3 separate regions of the Mus musculus genome follow, and regions 1 and 3 are each linked to region 2. A link is a contact called in public HiChIP or PLAC-seq data. All regions are on one chromosome and are shown on one strand. Each heading gives the region's core, a stretch centred on a gene start, on an enhancer-like site or on the middle of the called end of the contact. The rest is flanking DNA. Distances are from core to core; before and after follow the strand shown.

Region 1 (3,841 bases), core at 378-2,877, 130 kb after region 2:
GTCATGTCTCGAGGAGCAGCCCCGGGCACCAGGCTTTCGCGGTGCCTCAGGAACTTGTCCAGAACGAAGTTGCTGAAGTTGCGGTTGAGCTGCTCGAACTTGCGGAAGGTGGTGCGCACCGGGTTGGGAAATAGCTGCAGCCAGGGCAGCACATCCACCAGGCTGCCCGCACCCACTGTGCGCCCGAACTCCTCATTGTGGCTGAGCAGCTCTAGGAACTCCGCATCGTCGTGGTTGTACCGACAGCCGAAGCACACAGCGCTCATGACGTTGGCCACCGCCACAATGACCGGCTGCGTTGGATCGAGGAAGGCGCCGCCCGCACAGCGCCGCACCAGCACTGCCACCAATTCTCGAGCCTCTGCCAGCGCGTGGCCCTCGAGAAGACCGCGACTGCGCGGGTGGCGCGTGGAGAAAGCACGCATCGTGCTATAGGCCGAGCGTCGCTGCGTCTTCCAGTGCTCAGAGTAGTGACCGAACGCCAGACTGCGGCCACCAGACACCACACGGAAAGAGGCGAAGGGCGGCCGGTCCGCGAAGATGCTGCCCTGCTGCACCAGGGCCTGGTGGATGGCACTCTCTCCATTCAGCACCACCACGGGACAGCTGCCCAGACGGATCTGGAAAACGTCGCCATAGCGCCTTGCAAGGCGAGCGAAGTACAAGTGCGACGCCTGGCCAACAGCCGCCGCGTTTCCGATCAGTGGCCAAGGAAAGGGACCTGGGGGCGAGGACCACGGTTTCCGTTGCCACTGTCGCAGCAGCCACTGGCCTAAGTGCACGGCGGCCAGGACGGAGAAGAGTAGCAGAAGAGTGGTCTGCTGGGTAGACAGCGAGCTCAGCTGCTGTGGACTGTCTGCACTAAGGCTGGTGGCCATGCTGGGGACACAAAGGCAAACCGTGAAACTCAGGTGTGCAAAGGAAAAAAAGAGTGCCCTCCGTCCCGCGTCTCGGCCCCAGCATGGGGCTTTACCCTGGGATTGAGTAGAGAGGAGGCAGTGCATAATTCAGGTAAAGGCTAGCTTTCTGGGCAAGATGCTTAAAACTATGTTTCCTACCCAACTCAGCCTCCAGCAGAGACCTATCGGCTTCCAAATCCCCAGCTGCCTAACGGTTCCCAGAATTCCGACACAATGCCGGTGGGTGGCAGACACTGAGGCAGGTTTCTTTTAAAGTACCTAATACCCCCACCCCTGACCTTCAAGAACTGCCCTGAAGAGACCTCAGGAAAGTGGCTCCGCGGACAGACTGACCTGCGATGAAGCGTGGTTTCCAGCGGTGTAGAGCAGCGGGATCTGGGAGAAGCTCTGGAGCCTCTGCCCAGATTCTGGCAAGGCTTCAACCTGAGAGTCCCCAGGGACCCCGAGACCTAGACACCTGAGGCCCGCTGCTTTAGCACCTACTCTTGACTCAATCAGAGCCTAAACTTAGATTAGGATGGAGGACAGGGACAAAAGTGTCTCAAGTTTGCACCTGGGACCCCGCAAAGTCAGGGCTTTCTCACGGAGTTGGGGTTGCAGTTGAGAAGGGTCGGGGGTGGGAGTTGATAAAGTGGAGTTAAATCCCAGCCCGCTGGCAGTTTTCAAGCTGGCGTCGCAGAGGTGTCTGCAACGCACCCCAGAGGCGATGCGCCATCCCTCTACTCCGGGGTTTTAAGGACTGGGTAGAGACTGGAGGAAGCGGGACCTTAGGGGGTGGGGCGTGAGGGGCGGGACGCACTGCGAAAATCCACAGATCTGTGAGTTGGGTCTCACATCCGTGCTTAGTGACCCAGGGTGGTCCAGTGGGAAATCCGCGCCTCTGGCTGGGACCCTCCTGAAACAATAGCTGGCAGCTTTGTTAGGATCCGCCTTGTAAAGTTTTCCTTTGGCGACAAGGGCTTGTCGTCAGTCATCCTCCCCACCCCCCACCCCCCAGTCAAGACCCCCACGCTTTCCTCAGAACCGAGCTTGGGACAGAATTTCCAACGCCTCTGCGCGCTGGAGCAAAGCTCAACCAGGAGCACGCCCTCCTCCTCCAGGTGACTCGAGTTTGGTGCCTTGCTCATGATCCTTAGGCACCGAGCCAGGAAAAGAAACTTGCTATTTTAATATCAGGACAGCTTGGTTTGCCTTGCATTTATCTTTATCTTAAGGTTTTACAAAGCATTTGGCCCCACGGCCGCGGCCCTTTGTGTGCACAGATCTCTACCTCTGAGATTTGGAAACCTTTAAAGTTCTCCCGCCCCAAGGCGTGCACCATCCTTCTGCACACAAAGCTCTCAGAAGGCAAGGCTTCCCGCGTTGAAACGACAGGAACTCTGCCACCTGCTGGACACGCGTGACAGCTCAGGTCGCCCCAGGCAGTGATCCAAGCTTGGGCACCAGAGACAGTCCTGGAGCGCCAGACCCGAGAGGGGGCGGTGAGTGGGAGGAGGAGGCGGCTCTGTACGCCAACAAACGGTTGGGTTGAAAAGTTTCTGCTGTCGCCTCCCCCTTGCGTGCGGAGCTGTGCCTTGCGTGCGCCGCTTCTGGGAAGTCGGCTCCAGTCATCTCCCTGGGCGCTGCTCGCGGCCGCCCCTCCCGCGTTTCTCACGACACCTGACACGCCGAGGCGGCGGCCAAGGGCGGGGTGCCTGCCGCCACCACCCTTGGCGGCGCACGCACAGCTGCCGCCCGCAGGGCCTGCCCTGAGGATGCTCGATCGCAGCCAACTGGTCGACCCCCACTCACTCAGCTTGTTTCCCAAACTAGCTTCGGGGACGCTTTCTTCAAAGAGAAAGCCAAGGATGTCAAAAGGCCTGGGAAGCAACTGCTCTTGTTTATGGTCAATGCAAGGTATCGTGCAAAACACCTGAGAGAACAAGGTTTCTGTTAGGCTCTGGAAAAGGCAACCCAAGAAAGAGGTAGACTGCTTCTAATAAAGGAAGAATTGTAGCCCCAGGTCATTGGTGTGATCTCTGGATAACCCGTTCCCAGCGTTGTGTTATTGTCTCATTTACAAATAAAGAGATTCAGAGAGATTATGAGACTATTATCTGAATCACAATGTTCTCTATAGGTGAAGACAGGATTTAAACTCACAAAGTTCCACTCCAAATCCCTCATACGGGTCTATTAAAAGCACCCTTAAGAGGATCAACAAGTTTCTTGCTGAACAATACAAAACAAGCAAAACAAACCAAAACAAAATTTGCATAGGATCTGGCCAGAGGCTCAACAGCTAATGGTGCTTGCTAACAACACTGACCACCTGAACTAGATGCCACAGGGCACAAGGCTCAAGTAATCCTCTCACCTCCACGCCCATGCCAAAGCACACACACTTGCGTGTACATAAGTGTAATAAGTTTTGAATCAGCCAAAAGGATGTTGTTTTTTGTTTTCATGACTGAGGATTATAAGACTCACAGAGAAAAGCTATGCTCACTCTTTGCCCTTGAATTGGCCAAGAGCAAGGCCAGTAGAAGTTGTCCCACAGCTGACATTAAAACAACTGATTACATTATAAAGGAACTTAATGAAAATGTCTGAAAGAGAGTCTAACATCTTTCAATAAAATTCCTGGCCTGCTAAGAAAAGGCCTTTTTATAAGTCTTTTCAGTAACTTTTGCAGTCTTTTCTGAATGAGATTTTATATATACTATAGTCTAGCTCTCCTGTGATGACGTGGGTCAAGTGTGTCTTAGTTTACTAATAACCATTGGTTTCTCAGAGCTGCACTGGTCCAACATACCTGTTTTGGTTTGTCTTTCTCCTGTTGTAACGAAATGCTGGAGACTGGTCCATGTATCAAAGGGGGCAATGGGTTTACATGAGATCATAGTTCAAGAGGCAGGAAAGTCCTCCAAGAACATGAAACC
Region 2 (3,682 bases), core at 1,060-3,559:
CCAGTGAGCAACACTCACCCTTCCTCTGCTGGATCCTGTCCTTCCTCAACCCCATCTTACTTTCCCCTGCCAAGATCATGACTGTCAACCCATCCATTCAGGGTTGCTCAGTCTGGACCAGAGAACACTACGTCTTCAGTGCTGAGAATTGAACCTGGAGTCTCACAAACATTAGGCAAGGGCTCGAACACGGAACTCTATTCCCAGCCCTACTTTTCTAACCAGGAGTCAGAGTGAGTGTCATCTGCTTTAAGCACGGTGATTTAATACCTCCAAGAAACTGGGCAGGCTGGAGGACTGTGGAGGATGCTACCCTACAGCTCATCACTTGGCCGTCAGTATTATTTCCCAGCTAAAGACAGTTAAGAATGTATTTAAAAACAAAACAAACAAACAAACTCCGTCTCCTACCATGAAAACAAAATAGAGACACCCCAAGACCTATGCTTCTATACTCCCTACTCAGAGACTCCAGAGAGCAAACCTTACCACCTCACCCTTGGGTACCATTACTTTTCCATATTATTTAACTTCCTCAAATCCAGCTGCCCCAAAAGCTCAAAGACTCCATCTTTCATCTTGTTGCATCCCTAAATACTTGCTCTTCTTTTGTCAGGATGTCGCATGAACTCAAGTTCTAGACAGCCCTTTCAGTCACTCATCTCTGAGAACCCCATGTATGTATGGTAGACATGCCAACAACTTCTGGTTCTGAACAACTTCTGTTCTCTTGTTATTCAACCTTTTGTTGCTCTGAAGAGCCCTACATAGATGGAGAAAGAGTTCCCTTTTCCTACAAGAATGGTCAGGTTCAGAGAAACAAGCCAACAGGCATGTGCTGTAGAGCTCTGTCAACAACTCCTCTGTGCTCTGTCAGAGTCAGCAGCCTCGGCCCCTGCCCTCAACTCTGCTTTCCTGACTTAGTGATCCCTCTGCCTCACTCCTCAGTCTCTGTGGTGAGGAACTCCTGACTCATGTTGGACTGTCTAGAGTCAACAGTTATAGAGCTGCTGAAATAGCCCATTCCTCGGGATGACAACATTGAGTCAAATTCATATCCCGAACGTTTGCTAGACTAATTGGTAAGGGTTTCTTAAATCCTCTCTCTGCGCTCCAGGACAAAGAGCTGGGAGCATTGCTGAGGACGTTGTGCTTTATGTTCAATGACAAAATAAAAACTCTTATCTATTTTTGGACAGTGATAATCAGACAGCCTGAGTTCTAGGCTAAGATCTGCTTCTCCTGGCCATATGACCTTGGTAAAAATTATGTTCTGAAAGTTTCCTACCTACCAACCAAGAGGGCTGGGTTGGATGACCTGCTTTGATAGGTTAATACCCTGCTCACCAGCATGCAAGAGGGTTGGACTTAGTCATTTGGTGTCACTGTCCCTTTGAGAAGGCCTCCAGTCATTCAGATAATACCATCCTCCTTATCCATCAGTAAGCCTTACTTGTTTAATACACAAACTCCATAAATGACTTGCTTAAGGACACAAAACGAGTCATTTTCAGAGGCCTAAACAGCGACTTATGCCTCCCTGCCATTTTCCTTCCATTAAGACAGGAGGACAGAAACGATTCCTGCCATATTCCCCCTCCACTAACATTGTTTATTGTTAAAACAGTGAGCAGGTCTTATGCCTGGGCGGTTCTTGTGCCTTGTGTCCTTACCTGAGCAAACAAAATAAAAGTTTCATGCGAGCAGTATAACAGACCTCAAACTTAACCAATCAGGAACTGCCATCTAAGCTCTGCTAGGGACTTCCTGCCTGACCATACCCAGATAAATCAAATGCCTGACTGCAGACAGTCAAGTGATCTCTCTTCTTTGTCTCCCAGTTCAGGGACTCTCTGAATCACTTCCCAACTCCCAACGCCTTTGATGTCCAAATACTCTCTGTGAAGTCTACTTAGTCTGAAGCTTTGAACAGAAGGCTTTTTTCCTCTATGTTAAGCTTCCCGTTAACTGAAATATTACATTTCAAAGGGAAGTATACTTAAATGCATGGACCATCATCATTCAACACTTGCTTTTAGCCTGCATGAGAGAACATTTACAAACTGAGAAACTATCGGCTCCTCCCTCCCCCCACTTTTAAAAAAAGGGGGGCTTTATTATCAAGACATGGCTAACAGACCATTTGGAGACTGGAGAGATAAATAGTATGTATCAGAGTTTTATTTAAGAATCAGTGTTTTCCATCCAAGACTTACTGGCTACCCCCCCCCCAAATTAATGTAGGCTCAGCCCTGAGTCACATTCTCAAGGCTACCTCCAGAAAAAACACTGAGAGCAAATGTCTTTTCTCAAGGCAACATTATCTTATCTTTGACTTTGTTTCCTTATTCAAGGAGAGATCAAATAGCCTGTGTACTGTTAGAAGCAACATAGTAATCATAACTTCCATATATCTTTGTGAAAAGAAATTTGAGATTTTCTAAGAGCTCTGCCCAGGAAGTTTTTTCTTATTGTGCTTAATTACATCACCGTAATTTTCATTCACAGGGCCAGTTTGTCTGGGAAAGTCCTGAATACCCTATCCAGGTAGAAGAAGACCCAAAGGTTCCCCTAAGCCCCTGTGGATGGAGTAGAGGAACATGGGCTGTAGACGGGTAGAAAGGGCTAGAAACCAGAATATGCATGTGGTTGGGACAGAAAAGGAATGTCTAGACCTTGAAACTGAAAGTCACAGAGCTGACCACAAACATGAGCAGTTGAAGCCAGAACGTAAGCCTACAGACAGGAACAGAAGTAAGGACTGGTGGGCAGAAAACCCCGAGTCATTAGAAGCAGATGAGCACACAGCACGATGCTTAACCCTCCTGAAGGGCTCTCAACTCACTCTCAGGGCAGGACAGAAAGTGAAAGGGCGAAAAGAGTAATCCAGACTCAACTGTTAACACAACTGTCTTAGGGTTTTTCTGCTGTGAACAGACACCATAACGGAGACAGCTCTTATGAGGACATTTAATTGGGGCTTGCTTACAGCTTCAGAGGTTCAATCCATTATCACCAAGGTGGGAATATGGCATGCATGGTGCAGGAGGAATTGAGAGTTCTATATCTTCATCTGAAAGCTGCTAACAGAATACTGGCTTCTAGGCAGCTAGGATGAGGGTCTTAAAGCCCACACCTACAGTGACACATCTACTCCAACAGGGTCATACCTTCTAATAGTGTCACTCCCCGGGCAGAGCATATACAGAGCATCACACCAATAGAGAGAGGCTGCAAAACTGCAAACCCTGAGCTATTTCTAATGGTTATTTAATATCCTCTATTGTTTACTATGACATTTGCTTAAAAATTAATAAAGATGCACAGTGACAGCTGTATATATTAATAGCTGGATACTGATATTATTCTAAAGGCTCATCTTGTGCTACAGGAAGTATTTTGTTTTGTTGAAGGATGTTTTGGTATGTCTCTAAGGCTAAAATAAAAACATAGTAATCTAGCTTTGATAAAAATCAAAGCACAGTATCCGTAGTGATATAGAGGGCAGATTGGTCATCCCATATATGCCTCTTTAGCATAAGGCTCGTTAGAGCTGATGGTAAGAAGACACCCCTGCCTATTCTCCTTCTGGCTAAGGGTAGGGCACTGATTTACAACCAAAAGATGTTCTACTTCCCTCCCACTGGTCCTGACAGCAGTTAACCACTGAAGACAGCCTCAG
Region 3 (3,894 bases), core at 65-2,564, 250 kb before region 2:
CTCAGAGTCAGGAGGGGCGCCTAAAGATAGACAGGAATCTGTGTGCAATTTCCTGTTCTGGGTTCCTTAACCAATCTCCTCAGGGCATCTTGCAAAGGGGAAGGGCCCTTGAGTGGTCCTCTGAAGCTTCTGTGTCTGTAGGACCTACACAGCAAGGGAGCCTTTGTCTTACAGGATAAAATGCTGTAGCCAACCTTGAAGACAGGCATGCACAGGGCTTTGGTGGCCCTGTGGCAAAGGCTTATAGTCTTAGCTCCCCTCCCCCATCTCTGTCTTCTCTTCTCTCTTTTCTTTCTCTTTCTTCTCTCTCCTCTCGCTCCTCTTTCTATCCTCTCACCTCTCTTTCTATCCTCTCACCTCAATCTCAATCTCTCCCCCCCTTTCCACTTCTCCCCTCCCTCTCTATCTCCTCCCCTCACTCTCTTCCTCTCTTCTCTCTCTCAGCATGCAGGTTTGTATAAGCCAACAACAACAATAACACAATGATTGCCCATGTTCATTTCTCTTAAGTGTTCCTATTTCTAGAACCAAACTTGTAAAAAAGTCAAGACTGCAGTCATCTCTTGGCTTATGTTAAAGGTGTGGGTACATTTTAGGACTTTTACTAGATGGTCTTAAAATCTTTTCGGTTCTTGTTTATGACTATAAATGAACACGTTCATTTTAGCATTTACTCTTTATTGCGTGGTATGATGTACCCAAGTAATGTGAACATGAGCTGTCCTTAAATACCTACCTCACCTCCAGTCTCCACAGAAGCATCACCCTGTGCCTCCTACTGGGAGGAGGTAACACCCGAGCAACAGGGTCAGGCTGATAACGCATAGGGTTGGGCTGGTTTTGTTTTCAAATACACACGCGTAGCTTGCAAGGAAGCCCGAATGGAAACACGACAAATAACACTTGATGTATTATGTATAAAATGTAGACTTTGCAATAAAAAGCCAAAGGCACATAAAAATATATTTCAACTTTAAAAATAACTTAGTTACAGTAATACCTTGCTTGTTTTTAACCAACATGTAGCTGACAGTCAAACTTTTGCAACATGGAAATAATATACAGGGATATATAAAAACCACAAGGAAAAAAAATCCCAAATCCTGTAAGGTTGCTCGAATATGCAAAGAGTAAAATCATAACGCTGGAGACTTCGCTGTGGTGAACCCAAAAGATACAATATACAAAAAAGGCTAGGAAAAAAAGGCGTAGGTGCCAAATAAGTAAGTTTCCTTCTCATAACATGCAATGAATTGCCTTGGAGAGACCCATGGACCCAGCCCTCTTAGACAGCCTGGATTTCTGCATGTCTACAAACAAAACTGAGCATGTATGAGCATCAGCAATGCCTGTTGAAAATGAGCTCTGACTCACTTCCTCCTTTTTCTTTTCTTTTTTTTTCTTTTTTGCCAGAACAGGTTTTTTTGTTTTGTTTTGTTTTTTTTAATTTTTAAAAATTATTGTTTTCAAAATTTTTGCAAACAGGGCATGATGGTTAAAAAAATATTTTGTAGGAACAGGAGCGTTATTTTAGAAAATGCATCACATGGCTGCAAATAAAAACAGTCAGAGCAGCTCTTTCCATCAGCTGTGGTTAGTTGATTTTTTTGTTTTCTGCTTATTTTGGTACCTCTTACTCCCAAGAAAAAGAGCTGACTCCTGGCTACTTATTTTTATCCATGACATTCAGGACTTCATCCAAAAGTGAAGGCCCAAGATCCAACTGCAGGGAGAGCAGGGAGCCGGTCAGGTCAGAGAAGGACTCTTCTGATTTAGTCTTTGACTTCACAAGCTCACAGGAGGCAGGATGCTCAAACATGTCGTCCGCGGGCCAGTCGGAGGACTGTTCCGACAGGCTGGAGGAGTGGCTGTCGCGGCCCTGGCTGGACTGAGACCCGGAACCACTGGAGCCCCACGAGGTGTCTCCCTGGTGGACTGCCCCATTCTCTAACAGACTACTTTGCTCCTGAACTTTCTCTTCCATGACAGGCTCACAGCTGAGCCTTGGCAACTTAGGACGCCCAAAGGACTCCTGTTTGGAATGAAATGTCACTGGGGACAATAAGGGCAGCATCAGAGCCTGGGATCCCCCAATGGTGGGGAGGGAGATGGCATTTTTGAGCACCGGGGAGGGTGTTTCTGTGAACATTGAGTCCGAGGTGCTGTTGGCCCGGAAGAAGTCGTTATGCCCCGGGAACTGGCCAGAGTGTGCCTTCTCTTGGTTTCCCGGCAAGAGCTCATAATTCCCTTGAAGAAAGGAAATATCCCCAAAGACGTCATGCTGGCCCTCTTTGCCGATGTGTATAGTGTGACGAAAGTCCCCCAGGGGAGGACTGATCATATCAGGGGACAGAATGTCCCTCAGTTTAAATTTCTTTCCCTTCTTGTTGTTAGCCGCTTTCAGGTAAATTGGGGTCTTGGCAGGCATTTTGGAATTTGAGAATGTCTATTTCACAGACCAGGGAAAGAGTGACCTTCTGCACGGGTATCCTACACTTCCAAAACGTCCTTTTTCATAAGAATTGTCACATCATTTCTTCTCAAGTGGCTCTAAAAACGAGACAGGGTCTTGGAGATCTTGCTCAGCGCAGGGCCACGCGGGTCTTTCCGGAGAGCCAGTTACATTATCGAGTCCCTTCCACAGCTCAGAGAAACCTGGAAAAGACACCAGAGCAGGTTGTCATCTCCCAGCCTCCAGGGCCCACTCAGGCCTGCCACTCCCCAGAATATTACTCCCTCCCGTGCCTGGAGATAAAGGCAAGGCCAGCTCCCACGGAAAGCCCAACTTACTTCCTTCTACTAACTGTGTTAAGAACTCTAATCTCTGCAGGGATTCACTAATAAATCCTTAGTTCTTAGTTCAGGGGAAAACAGAAAAAGGGGTACTTAGCCCCTAAGCTAAATCATCCCTACTTTTTAAACATAGCTACAGGGGCTGGAGAGATGGCTCAGTGGTTAGGAGCACTGGCTGCTCTTCCAGGGGTCCTGAGTTCAATTCCCAGCAAGCACAAGGTGGCTCACAACCATCTGTAATGGGATCTGATGCCCTCTTCTGGCATGTCTGAAGACAGAGACAGTGTGCTCACATACATAAAAATAAATAAGTAAATAAATAATCTTTTAAAAACATAGCTACGGACATGGTTTTCTGAACACATCTGAGATCTTCATTTCCCTCTCTTCTCAAAACTGATGTCAAGGGACTAGAGACATACTCAGTGGTTAGAAGACTTCGCTGTTCTTATAGGGAACCTGGGTTAAGTTCCCAGCACCCATATGGGGGCTTACAACCACTTGCACCTTCAGGGGATCCGATGGCTCTCTGACCTCCATGGGTAGTAGCCATGTGTGTAATACACATACATATGTGCAGGCACTCACACATACACATACAACTTAAAAAACTTGCAAGCAGCATAGGACCAACTGGGTCTGTTTTAAAATTATATTCTTTGCTTTGAATGCACATTAACAACACTGACAGTGATTTATTGAGATCTGCATACAAACAAAATTAAATGACTATCCCTAAAGAAGAAGGCTGGACATTATCATTTAATAAGTGATACGCCTCATTAGAAAGCATTCTTACTGATGGGGAGATAAGACTAAGGATGGGGTACCAACACTCTGGAAGAACAGAGAAGAGCTACAGCTGGAAGCAAGCTGTGGTGCGGAAAATACTGAGCCTTCCTTCCACCCAGGACTCCAGAGGATACTGGGATTCTGGGAAGAAAGAAGAACTGCTCCACTTCAAGACATACCGAGAGCATCTATATAACAAGTTGGGCTGCCCCTGAGGATCTTTTGGAACATCACTGATAGGCGCATGCCCTGTCTCTGTGGGAGCTGAGGGGGTTCTAAAGTAAGCCTTCCTGCCTCCCTGGTGTTCAT

Evidence for each region. HiChIP or PLAC-seq counts read pairs in DNA pulled down with a chosen protein or histone mark.
Region 1: a contact with region 2 is called in an H3K4me3 HiChIP or PLAC-seq map of bone marrow-derived macrophages, with 4 times the contacts expected there. The contact joins the promoter of Cyp1b1 here to the enhancer-like site in region 2. A contact is called at or near these places in 5 of 39 promoter capture datasets (the 3T3-L1 cell line, liver and pre-B cells), 3 of 484 Hi-C or Micro-C datasets (bone marrow-derived macrophages, nephron progenitors and pancreatic cancer cells), 3 of 115 datasets of contacts at active chromatin or transcription factors (bone marrow-derived macrophages and pancreatic cancer cells) and 1 of 9 other capture datasets (adipose tissue).
Region 3: a contact with region 2 is called in an H3K4me3 HiChIP or PLAC-seq map of bone marrow-derived macrophages, with 5 times the contacts expected there. The contact joins two enhancer-like sites. A contact is called at or near these places in 2 of 15 datasets of contacts at CTCF or cohesin (the NIH/3T3 cell line and large pre-B cells), 11 of 484 Hi-C or Micro-C datasets (the STO cell line, bone marrow-derived macrophages, cerebral cortex and 4 more), 9 of 115 datasets of contacts at active chromatin or transcription factors (bone marrow-derived dendritic cells, bone marrow-derived macrophages, cardiomyocytes and 2 more) and 1 of 9 other capture datasets (embryonic stem cells).

Annotation. Positions count from the first base shown.
Region 1 is chr17:79,713,434-79,717,274 of GRCm38.p6, forward strand. It overlaps Cyp1b1 (cytochrome P450, family 1, subfamily b, polypeptide 1), which reads right to left and starts at 1,628. Exons shown (of 3, transcript NM_009994.2): 1 at 1,254-1,628; 2 at 1-879. The coding sequence starts at 878. RefSeq lists promoters at 1,495-3,841, 1,501-2,699 and enhancers at 2,431-2,699, 2,462-2,492, 2,483-2,512, 2,625-2,653.
Region 2 is chr17:79,581,867-79,585,548 of GRCm38.p6, forward strand. It overlaps a transcript of Rmdn2 not described here. Among named protein-coding and RNA genes, the nearest start is that of Rmdn2, 32 kb to the right of the region's middle. Within about 2 kb of position 2,310, at least 48 of the 459 cell types and tissues checked have an H3K27ac peak or open chromatin away from gene starts, as enhancers often do. A contact at or near this core is called in bone marrow-derived macrophages, where this site is marked.
Region 3 is chr17:79,333,062-79,336,955 of GRCm38.p6, forward strand. It overlaps Cdc42ep3 (CDC42 effector protein (Rho GTPase binding) 3), which reads right to left. Exons shown (of 2, transcript NM_026514.3): 2 at 662-2,655. The coding sequence starts at 2,428. The coding sequence ends at 1,664. Among named protein-coding and RNA genes, the nearest start is that of Gm17315, 20 kb to the right of the region's middle. Within about 2 kb of position 1,315, at least 28 of the 459 cell types and tissues checked have an H3K27ac peak or open chromatin away from gene starts, as enhancers often do. A contact at or near this core is called in bone marrow-derived macrophages, where this site is marked.